2 separate regions of the Zea mays genome follow, and region 1 is linked to region 2. A link is a contact called in public Hi-C data. All regions are on one chromosome and are shown on one strand. Each heading gives the region's core, a stretch centred on a gene start, on an enhancer-like site or on the middle of the called end of the contact. The rest is flanking DNA. Distances are from core to core; before and after follow the strand shown. Region 1 holds the start of LOC100282823 (riboflavin biosynthesis protein ribAB). Region 2 holds the start of LOC100193566 (Cysteine--tRNA ligase 1 cytoplasmic).

Region 1 (5,399 bases), core at 1,037-3,536, 250 kb before region 2:
ACTTGTTTCTGAAGACCTTGCATCTGGAAGTTGCCCATGATTTCCAAAGCTGTTGCCATGGTTCAAACACTTTATAGCACCATAAAAAAAGGCCTTATAGGTTGACTTGGAAGAAGGAACCCATGTCCTGAGTTGCAAAGTAATCCCAAACTGTTTCTATTATAATTTAGCGCTGCAGTACAATGTTCAATTAACGCCTTCTCAAATTTCTTCACAGTTTAAAAAGATGCATAGCTGCTAAGAGGTATTATTACCTATTCGTTTTTTATAGTTTCACCTGGCCGCTTGACTCTTTGGGACTATTGCATTTCCAATTCTCATTGCTAGGTTACTTCTATATAATGTGTACCGATATCATCGTTCTCATGGGAGCTTCCTGCAGGTACACTGCTTTTATCCCGCTGTATCCAATCGGGGTTGGCCCAGGAGAAAGTAAGCTCAAAATGTCTTCTCACAAGAGCGTTATTACTCTTGACTAAAGCTTAGACCGAGGCTGGTTCTTGCTGTCCTTTCAGTGTGGACAATGTACCAAGCCCTCCCGTTTGTGAAGAAGAGGGACCTTTACTCAGGTTTCTTCGAGAAGTTCTCCATGAGCTACCGTTCCTTTCTAGTGGTAAGTCAAGGCTCCGCGAACTGGACCATCGTGTTCTCTGCTCGCGCGTTCGTTCAGTTGCCAGTTGGAGTGTTCGACTGTTCTTAACAGAAGTTCAACTATCTGGTATGCGCCTTGCCGTGACACAGGGTGTGCTGGTGCTCTACCCGTTCCTGTGGCTGAAGCTGTACCAGCACGTGTTCAAGCAGCGCAAGTCCAAGCTGGGGAAGGGGAGCAGGAAGAAACGGGCCTGAGAAAATCTGGCTCTGCTCAGCTCAGCTGCCACTTGTTGCTGTCATGTGAAACGCTAACGGGTCATTGTGGATTTTTGTTTTGGAAGAAAATCTTTGTGAGTTGTTGTCTGATGCGACGGGGGCAGTTATTGGATTACGCTTTGGGTTCTCTGTTTGTTTCAATTGCTCTGCGTTTTATGTCTGTATTAACATACATCAAGCATATATAATAGTCATGTTGCTGCTGCGAGTCTAATCAATCTTGCGATCCTGGTTTTCTCGCTCAATTGCCTACACTGAATGAGGCTGATCACGCTGCTCTGTGCCTACAGCAGGCGATTGTCAGATGCTAGATGGCGATAATACAAGCTTAATAACCAGAGCATGGACGTAGTGCAGTGGTTCTCTCTCTCACGCACACAGAGAAACACTTTTTATTAGCCAAAAGTTGTTAGATTATATAATCTGGCCAGATTATAATCCCAAACAAACACTAAATTAGTATATGTGAATGTGATAAACACCAAATTAGTATATGTGAATGTGATGGTTGATTTTTTTTTCTTTAGGATGGAAGTAATACTGCATTAGCATCTACGGTCTGAAGCGGCCGGCGGAACTGCCGATTCCGCGACCTCCCAAATGCTAACGTTGCCGCCGGCGGCCAAGACCTCCACACCCCCGCCGCGGCAGCCACCGCTCACTATTCCACTCTTTTCAGACGGATGCACGTACCTTCCCTAGCGCCCATGGCCGCGCCCGCCCTTGCTTCCTTCGTTCGGGGACTCTACTACCACTTGGCCGCGGCTGCTTGCGGTCGCGACCATGGCCTCCGTTCCTCAAATGACGCGGCCTCTTCACCAACGGGTTCGGTTGTTCTGTCCTGCAAGCGGTGGAAGTATTTGTGAAAGGAGCTGAAGGTTGAAGGCGATTGATTTTCAGGCTGGCAACTGGCTTGATGCCTGATTCTTGGTAGGATCTTCTGCTACTCTCCAGTGCGAAGTGCCGACACTTTCAAATTCATTCATGAAACTCCCGGTCTCAAATGTTGCTTAAGCATTTAGATTTCTTCAAAAGAAATGCTCACCGTCACTTCACACACACACACACAGTCTATAACTGATGAAATCGCTGTTGTTGTTTTTTTTTACAACGTGGTGACCATTTACTGACTGGGAAAAAAAAAGAGAGAACTCGCAAACCTTCTACCCACTTCCGATGGAAATTGACCTGGAAGGAAGAAGATACATTATCTCGTGAAACCGTCCAAAAGATGCTATCTGCAAAAATATCTTTCACTTGTCGCTGTCTCGTCCAGCTTACATTTCTTTTGACCCATAGCAGAAGGCATTGGAAGCGTGGTTTCTTTGTCATCACCTGAAGTGTGCGATGTGCCGGATTCGGCTGCTTCTATCTTGCAGCTCAGAAACATGTGGTCAGTTTCCCTCCACTCCGTCGGTTTTTTTTTTTCCTTCCATTATCTGCATGAGCAGATAACTCCAAACGACGGGCTGAGAGGTGCTGTGACACTGCAGGCGATAAAGGTATATAAGCCAAACGCTTTTGCAAACTGGGAGCCTGGGATCACCAAATGGACCGTGTTCTTCTGAGCTCCCACTTGCCATCTCACGCTCATGCAAACACGAGGTATCGATTCCTCCCAACTCTTTTGTCTGTGGAAGAAGGCCTTTGAAGAGTTCGTGTATTTTCTCTGTAACCTGCCAGTTGTTCCAATCTTTTCAGGTTGCAGCAGGGTCCTGGTGGCCTCAACAGTATAGGATTTGCAGTCATAAAAAAGGGATGCTTGAAGTTAAGATGTTACGCGATCGGCGATGAACTCGGTGGTCCAGGGCGCTTTAGTAAGCATTTCATCGAGAACAGTAATGGACCTGTTTTCCAGGGACTCGATGCGTCTGCTGGTTCTTTTAGAACTGTCGGTGCTGAAATCACTCAGGACACTGGAGATTTCTTTGTCAGTGACGCAGAGGGTGATCCAGACAAACCTACCGATGGGTTCTCCTCGATCGACCAGGCTATAGGTGCTTTGCGTGAAGGGAAGGTAGGCGAATGGCTACATTAAGTGTATTTCACACCTTAACACTTTTCATCGCTATAATTTTGTCTTTACTATGTTTTGTATCTCATAGTTTGTTTTGAACCTGGGCATGGATCCAGTATTCTTTATTATTTTCATAGTTTCAGCATGTATTACACTTCTCATCCCTGCGCTTTGTTCCATTCATGGGCATTGAACGTGCATGATCAGGCTAGATTGGATTGTCCTACTTGGAGATCATATTCGTGTACTGTGCAATACATGCTTGAGAAGATTTATGATAAAATACTAAAAAATATTATGGGTTGGATTTTAGACAAACTTAAAATTTCAACAAAGTACATCAGACTTACTAAAGACATGTTCAACAATAATGTATGACTAGTATTCGAACAAGTGACAGATACACAGAAAACTTTCCAATTATAATAGTACTATATTAAGGATCAGATTTAAGCCCTTATTTTTTTCCTTGGCGATAGATGAGGTCATAAGGGACATATAACGAGATATCTCTTGGTGTATGTTTTTTTAGACGATGTAATGTTAGTTGATAAAATCCTGGCAAAAGTAAATAGGAAACTAGAGTTGTGGCGGGAGATTCTAGAGCCTAAAGGTTTTAAACTCAGTACAACTAAAACCAAATCTATGAGATATAACTCCAGCACTACTACATATGAGGAAGGAGATATTAGTTTGGAAGGTCAAGTAGTGCCCTTTAAGAATATCTTTCGGTATTTAGGATCAATGCAGAAATGTGATGGATATCGCTGAAGATGTTAACCATAGACTTAAAGTAGGGTGGGTAAAATGGCATCAAACATATGGCGTTGTAGGTGACAAAAAGGTACCATAAATATAAAAGGAAAGTTTATAGGACGACGATTAGACTTGTTATGTTGTATGGTGCAGAATGGTGGCCTACAAAAACATAGACATGTTTAGCACATAAGCGGAAATATGTATGTTGTGTTAGATTGATGCCCATACAAGAAGAGATCGAGTTTAGAACAATGATCCAATTGAAGAAAAGCTTGTCCAATATCGATTGAGATGGTTTGGACGTATCTAATAGACTTCCAGAGGCACCAATGTGTAGTAGGGTGTTAAGGCGCGATAGTAATGGGAAGAGAGACGGGAGAAGGGTGAAATTGATAGGGGAAGAGACAGTAAAATAAGACTTGAAAGGATAAAATATACATAAAGATTTAGACTTGAATAGGGGTCCATAGAAAATAGTTATCCACGTGTCTAAACCTTGACATGTGGCTTGTGTTATGCTTTAAATCTAGCATATATCCTAACTTGCTTAGGACTAAAGACTTTGTTATTGTTGTCGATGATAGTAGCAGCTCCTAATCAAGAATGATTCACTGAATTCAGCAGCTGACATATACAGTAGCGAATCCTGTTCTTATCCTTAAACGTTGTACCAATCAATGTGCGTGCACCTTTCTATTGCTCAAACCTATTTACTTTTCCTTAAAATGATAAGGCTCAAGTGAAACAATGTTGACACTAACATCGAGCAAAAGTCCTTCGCTTCAAAACTCAGGACAGGACCTTGAATGTGATACCTGTATTAGCACTGTTTCCGTAGCACAGTTGAGTTTAGCTACCAAGTTAACTATTCATCCTTCTCCAGTTTGTTATTGCTGTAGATGATGAGAACGGCGACAACGAAGGCGACCTTGTGATGGCGGCCACTCTAGTGGACCAGAAGTCAGTCGCATTCATGATCAGGAATGGCTCTGGGATTATCTCGGTAGGCATGGAGGAGGAGGACCTGACTAGACTGATGATTCCGATGATGTCCCCTATCACAGAAATCGAAGATATCACGGCTGCTGCTTCCACGGTGACAGTGGTATGTTATGTCATCTCATATATAGCCTTGGCAAATTCCCAGATGCACCAGACTTGAAAAGATTTTGATTTTTTTGTTCTGCAAATTATCTCTTCAGGATGCCAGGGTTGGCATATCTACGGGTGTGTCGGCTGCAGACAGGGCGAAGACCATCCTCACTCTAGCCTCCTCTGACTCCAAGCCCAGTGATCTGAGGAGACCAGGCCACATATTCCCCCTCAAGTACCGGAACGGGGGCGTGCTGAAGAGAGCTGGCCACACAGAAGCGTCGGTGGATCTGGTTGCGTTGGCAGGTCTCCGTCCTGTGTCCGTTCTCTCCACCGTCATGGACCCCAGGGACGGTTCGATGGCAGGCGTAACGGTTCTCCAGCAGATGGCTATGGAGCATGACATACCCATCGTTTCGATTGCTGATCTCATCCGGTTAGTATATCCTAAGGTGAAGCCTTTGTGAACTTGAAAGCTTCCGTTGCTTTTTTTTGTTTAATCTTTTGGTTGTGCTGTACTGCTTGCATATATGCCTGGAAACTGAAATGTGTGTGGTTTGGTTTGGTTCAGGTATAGGAGAAAGCGGGAGAAGCTGGTGGAGCTGATTGCTGTGTCTCGCTTGCCGACGAAATGGGGCCTCTTCCGAGCCTACTGCTACCAGTC
Region 2 (4,730 bases), core at 2,216-4,715:
AAGAATTCTGAATGGTGCTTACCAATCAGATTTTGCTCCTCAGACGGCACTGGGAGAGAGGTACCCTCTTCACGATATGTAGCTAACACTTCCTCACAGTCATATAGAGTCTACAAAAAATCAAGTGGACTGAATAAAGAAAAAGAAAATTCATGCTTAAAAGTCAAAACTTAAATCCAATAAATCACAAAATGACTATAATTTGAACCTAAAGTAAGCCAAGTACCTGATAAATGTAGTAGACACGATCAGATGCAATCTCAAGCGCTTGATCAGAATGGTTAACATCTGATCTATAATGTGTGCGCATCAAGAAAAATCTTAAAGCCATTGGATGGTAAAGAGCAATGATCTGAACAAAAACAGATGTTACAGATCTCAAGAGGAAGTTCAAACTGATACAAAGAACTAAAAAAGTAACAATTTGAGATCTGAAGGGAAAACTGAAAGTAAAAACTAATCACGATGACTAAACTAAAAGAAGACATGTGTTCACCACTTACATCTCTAATCGTGAAAAAGTTATTATCTGATTTTGCCATTTTTTTATCATCCTTGTTAACAAAGCCATTGTGCATCCAGCATTTGACCTCGCTATCAGGATAAGCTGCGCGGCTTTGTGCAAGCTCATTCTCATGATGAGGAAAAATCAAATCTTTCCCCCCACCATGAATATCGAATACATGTCCTAAATAGTGAGCACTCATTGCGCTGCATTCAATATGCCAACCTGGTCTTCCACGGCCCCAAGGGCTATCCCAAAAAGGTTCACCCTCCTTTGCAGCCTGAAACAATGGTTATTGAAGGATAAGAAAAAAAAAGTGACAACAATAAGCTAGATATCAGTTTGTTTCAGAAAACTACAGCTATTTGTGCTTAAAGTTCTGCAAAACTACAAATATTTGCAGTTTCGATTAACAGACCTACAACATTTTGCATGGACCCACATGTGTAGCCACACAAGTTATATTTGGAATAGCAAGTGGACCTGGATGTGGATAAGGTGGTTGTAATTCTGTGAAACTGATCCAAGAAGTTGTAGTGTCTTGATAGTTAGACCCAAGTAGCTGTAGTTTCATGAAATGAATTCAACTCTAGAAACATCAGTACTTCAAAACTTACTTTCCAGAGTGCGAAGTCTGCAGGATTACGCTTTCTTGTATCAAAAGCAACCCGTGCACCTGCCTGATTTTGATCAAATTTTCTTCCAGATAAACTGAGATATTCAGGAAAACTTTCAACTGAAAAGTAAACATCTCCTTCAATAGCATAGGCTTTGCCATTCTCCATTATCTGTCCAGAAACATAGACAAGATAGGAAAGACATGTGACATCAGAAGATATAAAAGGGGCAATTTTTGTACCGTCAGTAAGTTATGTGTGATTGTTCAATATCCTGGAACTGGATAAAATGAGCAAAATAATGGGTTTAACTTGTATGGTGGCAAATAATGTTATCATCAGTGTTAATTTTGATTGCAACAGACAGTGTAGAGCTTCCAATCAAAGCCATGGAGCACCAGGAAAATTACAACAGCTGCAAGGTATCATGAAAACAATAAGTAAACAAATTTTACATCAGTTAGGTTTGGAGCAATGTTGTACCTGTGTTATCAACTTTATAATATGCTCAATGTGTTCTGTTACCCGTGGCTCGCAGGTAGGAGGCAAGCACTGGAGCTCAGTCATGTCAAGAAGAAATTCATTGATAAACTGGCTACTCAAGCTTGTTACTGTTTCACCGCGTTCATTGGCACGCTTAATAATCTGTCAAAAAGGTAAGAAATAATTTTATCCAAATTTCTGCCAAGATATATTGGGAAAGAAAATTAAAATTTATATTAAGCATGCAACATACTGGAAAAATAAAGTATTTTGTAAATACTGGTGTCTGATCTATGAACAATGGTAACGGAAAAGAACAGATGAAATGGCACTGGTGACACTCCGACTAAGAGGAAAGTACAAGATTGTTGAACCCAGAAACAAATTAGTCTACAGATGGCACTGTCACAAATAAGACTGTTCCTTCCATTTTGATGCCTCGAGAAGTTTTCCTTTCTTCTCAACTACTAAAATGTAACTCTAGAATAGTGTGAACAAATTGTTACCTTGTCATCAATATCCGTGAAATTACGGACATATTCAACTTCATACCCCAAGAATTTAAGGTACCTACAAGGAATGTGAGACCAATTATGTTATAAAATAAATATGTTATGAAAACTCAAGAAGCAAAGATAGCAACACGACTCAATATTATGCTTTAACTCAGATAGTCTTTTGAAAAATCTATTGAAATATTAATGTAATGTATACAGTATACTTAACATTGCAGGTTTAATTCAAAACAGCACCACATGACCGTAGTACTAACATGATAAGGTTAGCTTGCTCGAAGTGTTCTGAACATATTGGCATGTTGATGTACTCCCTCTGTCCCAAAAAAAAACAATTTCTAGAATCATCCTAAATGAACTATCTTAAGTTTGACCAAGTATCATTGGATACACCATGAAGATGTTTTTCCTTATTTGGTGTCATAAAGTGGATCAAACTTAAATTAGTTTGACATAAATCAGCTCTAGAAGTTTATTTATTTTGGGATAAGTGAATACATAAAAAAGAGTCCATGACAATGAAAAATACAGCATGGCCAGATTTCAAATGCTTAATCAGTCAGCAATAACTACTCCATCAAACATGTATTTAGATATAGAATCCAGAGGCTACTAGCAACTAATACAGTTTAAACATAGCCTGGATCCAGCTATCTTGAACATCCAAACCCGAGCATGACAAAACACACAAACCAACTACTGCAGCACCACACTGAAACAACGCTACTAAACAATTCCCAATCTCGAGCACTAAATTGAGAAATCACCAACATGTGAGCAGCATGTACAATCGGGGTCCAGAGCGCATCCAAATCTAGAACTAAATCTTACTCTACGCATTTTAGAGCATAGACGGATAGCTCTCTAGTAGGCTAGTAGACGATCAGGCTAACTGCGTATATGCCAAGACAAAAAGGGCCGCCAGATCCGAGAGTTGCTGGGATTGGTACCTGTAGAGGACGTCGAAGGCGACGTAGGCACGCGCGTGGCCGATGTGGCTAAAGTCGTAGGGAGTGACGCCACAGACGTACATCCCTACCTTCCCCTCTACCCGGGGCTGGAATGGCTCCTCCCTCTTCGTAAAGGAGTTAAATAATAAGAGCTGCGGCGGCGCCGTCGCCTCCGCTATGGTTGCGGACGGCGGCGACTGGGCCTCCTTCGCCATGGTGGCGGAAAGTGGAGCCTGGACCTCCTCGGCCATGGTGGTCGCACGCGCTAACCTAGAAGCCCCAGAGGCCAGACAGACGCGGAAGGGGATTTGCGGCGGCGGCGGCGGCGGGGACAGGGGAGTCGTCGAGAGAAGGCAGGGCAAAGTTCAGGTGGAAGTGAGTGGCAAGTGGGTTCGATGGGCCAAGCCACTGCCCACTGCGGCCCGTCGAAACACGGTTTCCTCTTTCTCATTCGGTTCAACCAACACCCTCCACTCCTCCAGAGCCTTCCAGAACCCCAATCTAACGGCCAAGGTCGCCCCGTGCCCGAATCTTCTGGACGCGCCATCTCCTCAATAAAACCTCCTCGGCTCCTCCAGTGTCCCTCGTCTCTCGCCTGAGAAAAAAAAAATCCACGAACCAATTTCTCAGCAACCAGCAGCACGACCTGTGAGGGTTCGAAGGAAGTAGCAGTGTTTTTTGTTCCTAGAGGGAGGAAGAGATGGCAAAGGGGGAGGGGCCGGCGATCGGGATCGACCTGGGAACGACGTACTCGTGTGTCGGCGTGTGGCAGCACGACCGCGTCGAGATCATCGCCAACGACCAGGGGAACCGCACCACGCCGTCCTACGTCGCCTTCACCGACACCGAGCGGCTCATCGGCGATGCCGCCAAGAACCAGGTCGCCATGAACCCCACCAACACCGTATTTGGTACGTGTCAGATGACATCCTCTTCACTTCTGTTTCCTTTCATTTCACTGAACTTAGAATGCCCAATTAGCAGTCTAGCACTAAGGTTGTTTGATTCCATGCTGCGGGATTTTCCACTAATAATCGATGATGCAGAGTTTTACTTTAATCATTTGCTGCATAGTTTCACATTGATGTCGATGCTTCAGATGCTTGTAGATCTATCGAAATTTGTTTCAGTGAGCGACTTCTGCTCTGTTTCTATGGCAACATGAGCAGCACTAAACTTGGAGATCTGATTTGTTCAGTGTGAGCAGTAGCTGCTTGTTTATGTTCTAGATTTGAGTAGGATCGGATAGGATTAACGATTAGGTGGATGCGAGCTGATTTGTGGAATTCGTCGAACTATGTCTCCGGTGCCTTCATGTAATCCCTTTTTGAACTTCCTAATAGTAACTGCAGTAAGATTTTTTTTCCCTGATCAGATTTGCAGTCAGTAGTTTCCATTGTCGCCCCTGGTGTAGCCATTATATATCTGCTTTGATGGATTGCACATTTTTTGAACTGAATTTCTACTGGAACTCTGTCCTTCAGAAATTGTCACTGTCACCTTGGTTAGTAATTTCACACTGCAGTATTCGAAAATATACCTTACCTGATCATTGAAAATATACCTTAGCTGATATGCCATATTGAACTGTGTTTTTTCTTCAATCGTTAGACTCCTTGCTGACAGATGTCGCTCTTCCTGGATGCCTGCAGACGCAAAG

Evidence for each region. Hi-C and Micro-C count contacts between places; a contact is called where the count stands out from the background.
Region 1: a Hi-C map of ear shows a contact between it and region 2, with 3 times the contacts expected there. The contact joins the promoter of LOC100282823 here to the promoter of LOC100193566 in region 2. A contact is called at or near these places in 4 of 25 Hi-C or Micro-C datasets (bundle sheath, ear, endosperm and 1 more).

What each region holds. Positions count from the first base shown.
Region 1 is chr8:119,462,555-119,467,953 of Zm-B73-REFERENCE-NAM-5.0, reverse strand. It overlaps LOC100282823 (riboflavin biosynthesis protein ribAB), which reads left to right and starts at 2,286. Exons shown (of 7, transcript NR_178194.1): 1 at 2,286-2,472; 2 at 2,569-2,884; 3 at 4,527-4,748; 4 at 4,846-5,187; 5 at 5,307-5,399. LOC100284318 reads left to right here. Exons shown (of 9, transcript NM_001175443.2): 7 at 383-432; 8 at 516-613; 9 at 742-1,083. The coding sequence ends at 846.
Region 2 is chr8:119,217,353-119,222,082 of Zm-B73-REFERENCE-NAM-5.0, reverse strand. LOC100193566 (Cysteine--tRNA ligase 1 cytoplasmic) reads right to left here and starts at 3,465. Exons shown (of 9, transcript NM_001358395.1): 1 at 3,071-3,465; 2 at 2,112-2,175; 3 at 1,606-1,767; 4 at 1,123-1,293; 5 at 504-785; 6 at 227-352; 7 at 1-110. The coding sequence starts at 3,321. LOC103635762 (probable mediator of RNA polymerase II transcription subunit 37c) reads left to right here and starts at 3,690. Exons shown (of 2, transcript NM_001365157.1): 1 at 3,690-3,981; 2 at 4,723-4,730. The coding sequence starts at 3,771.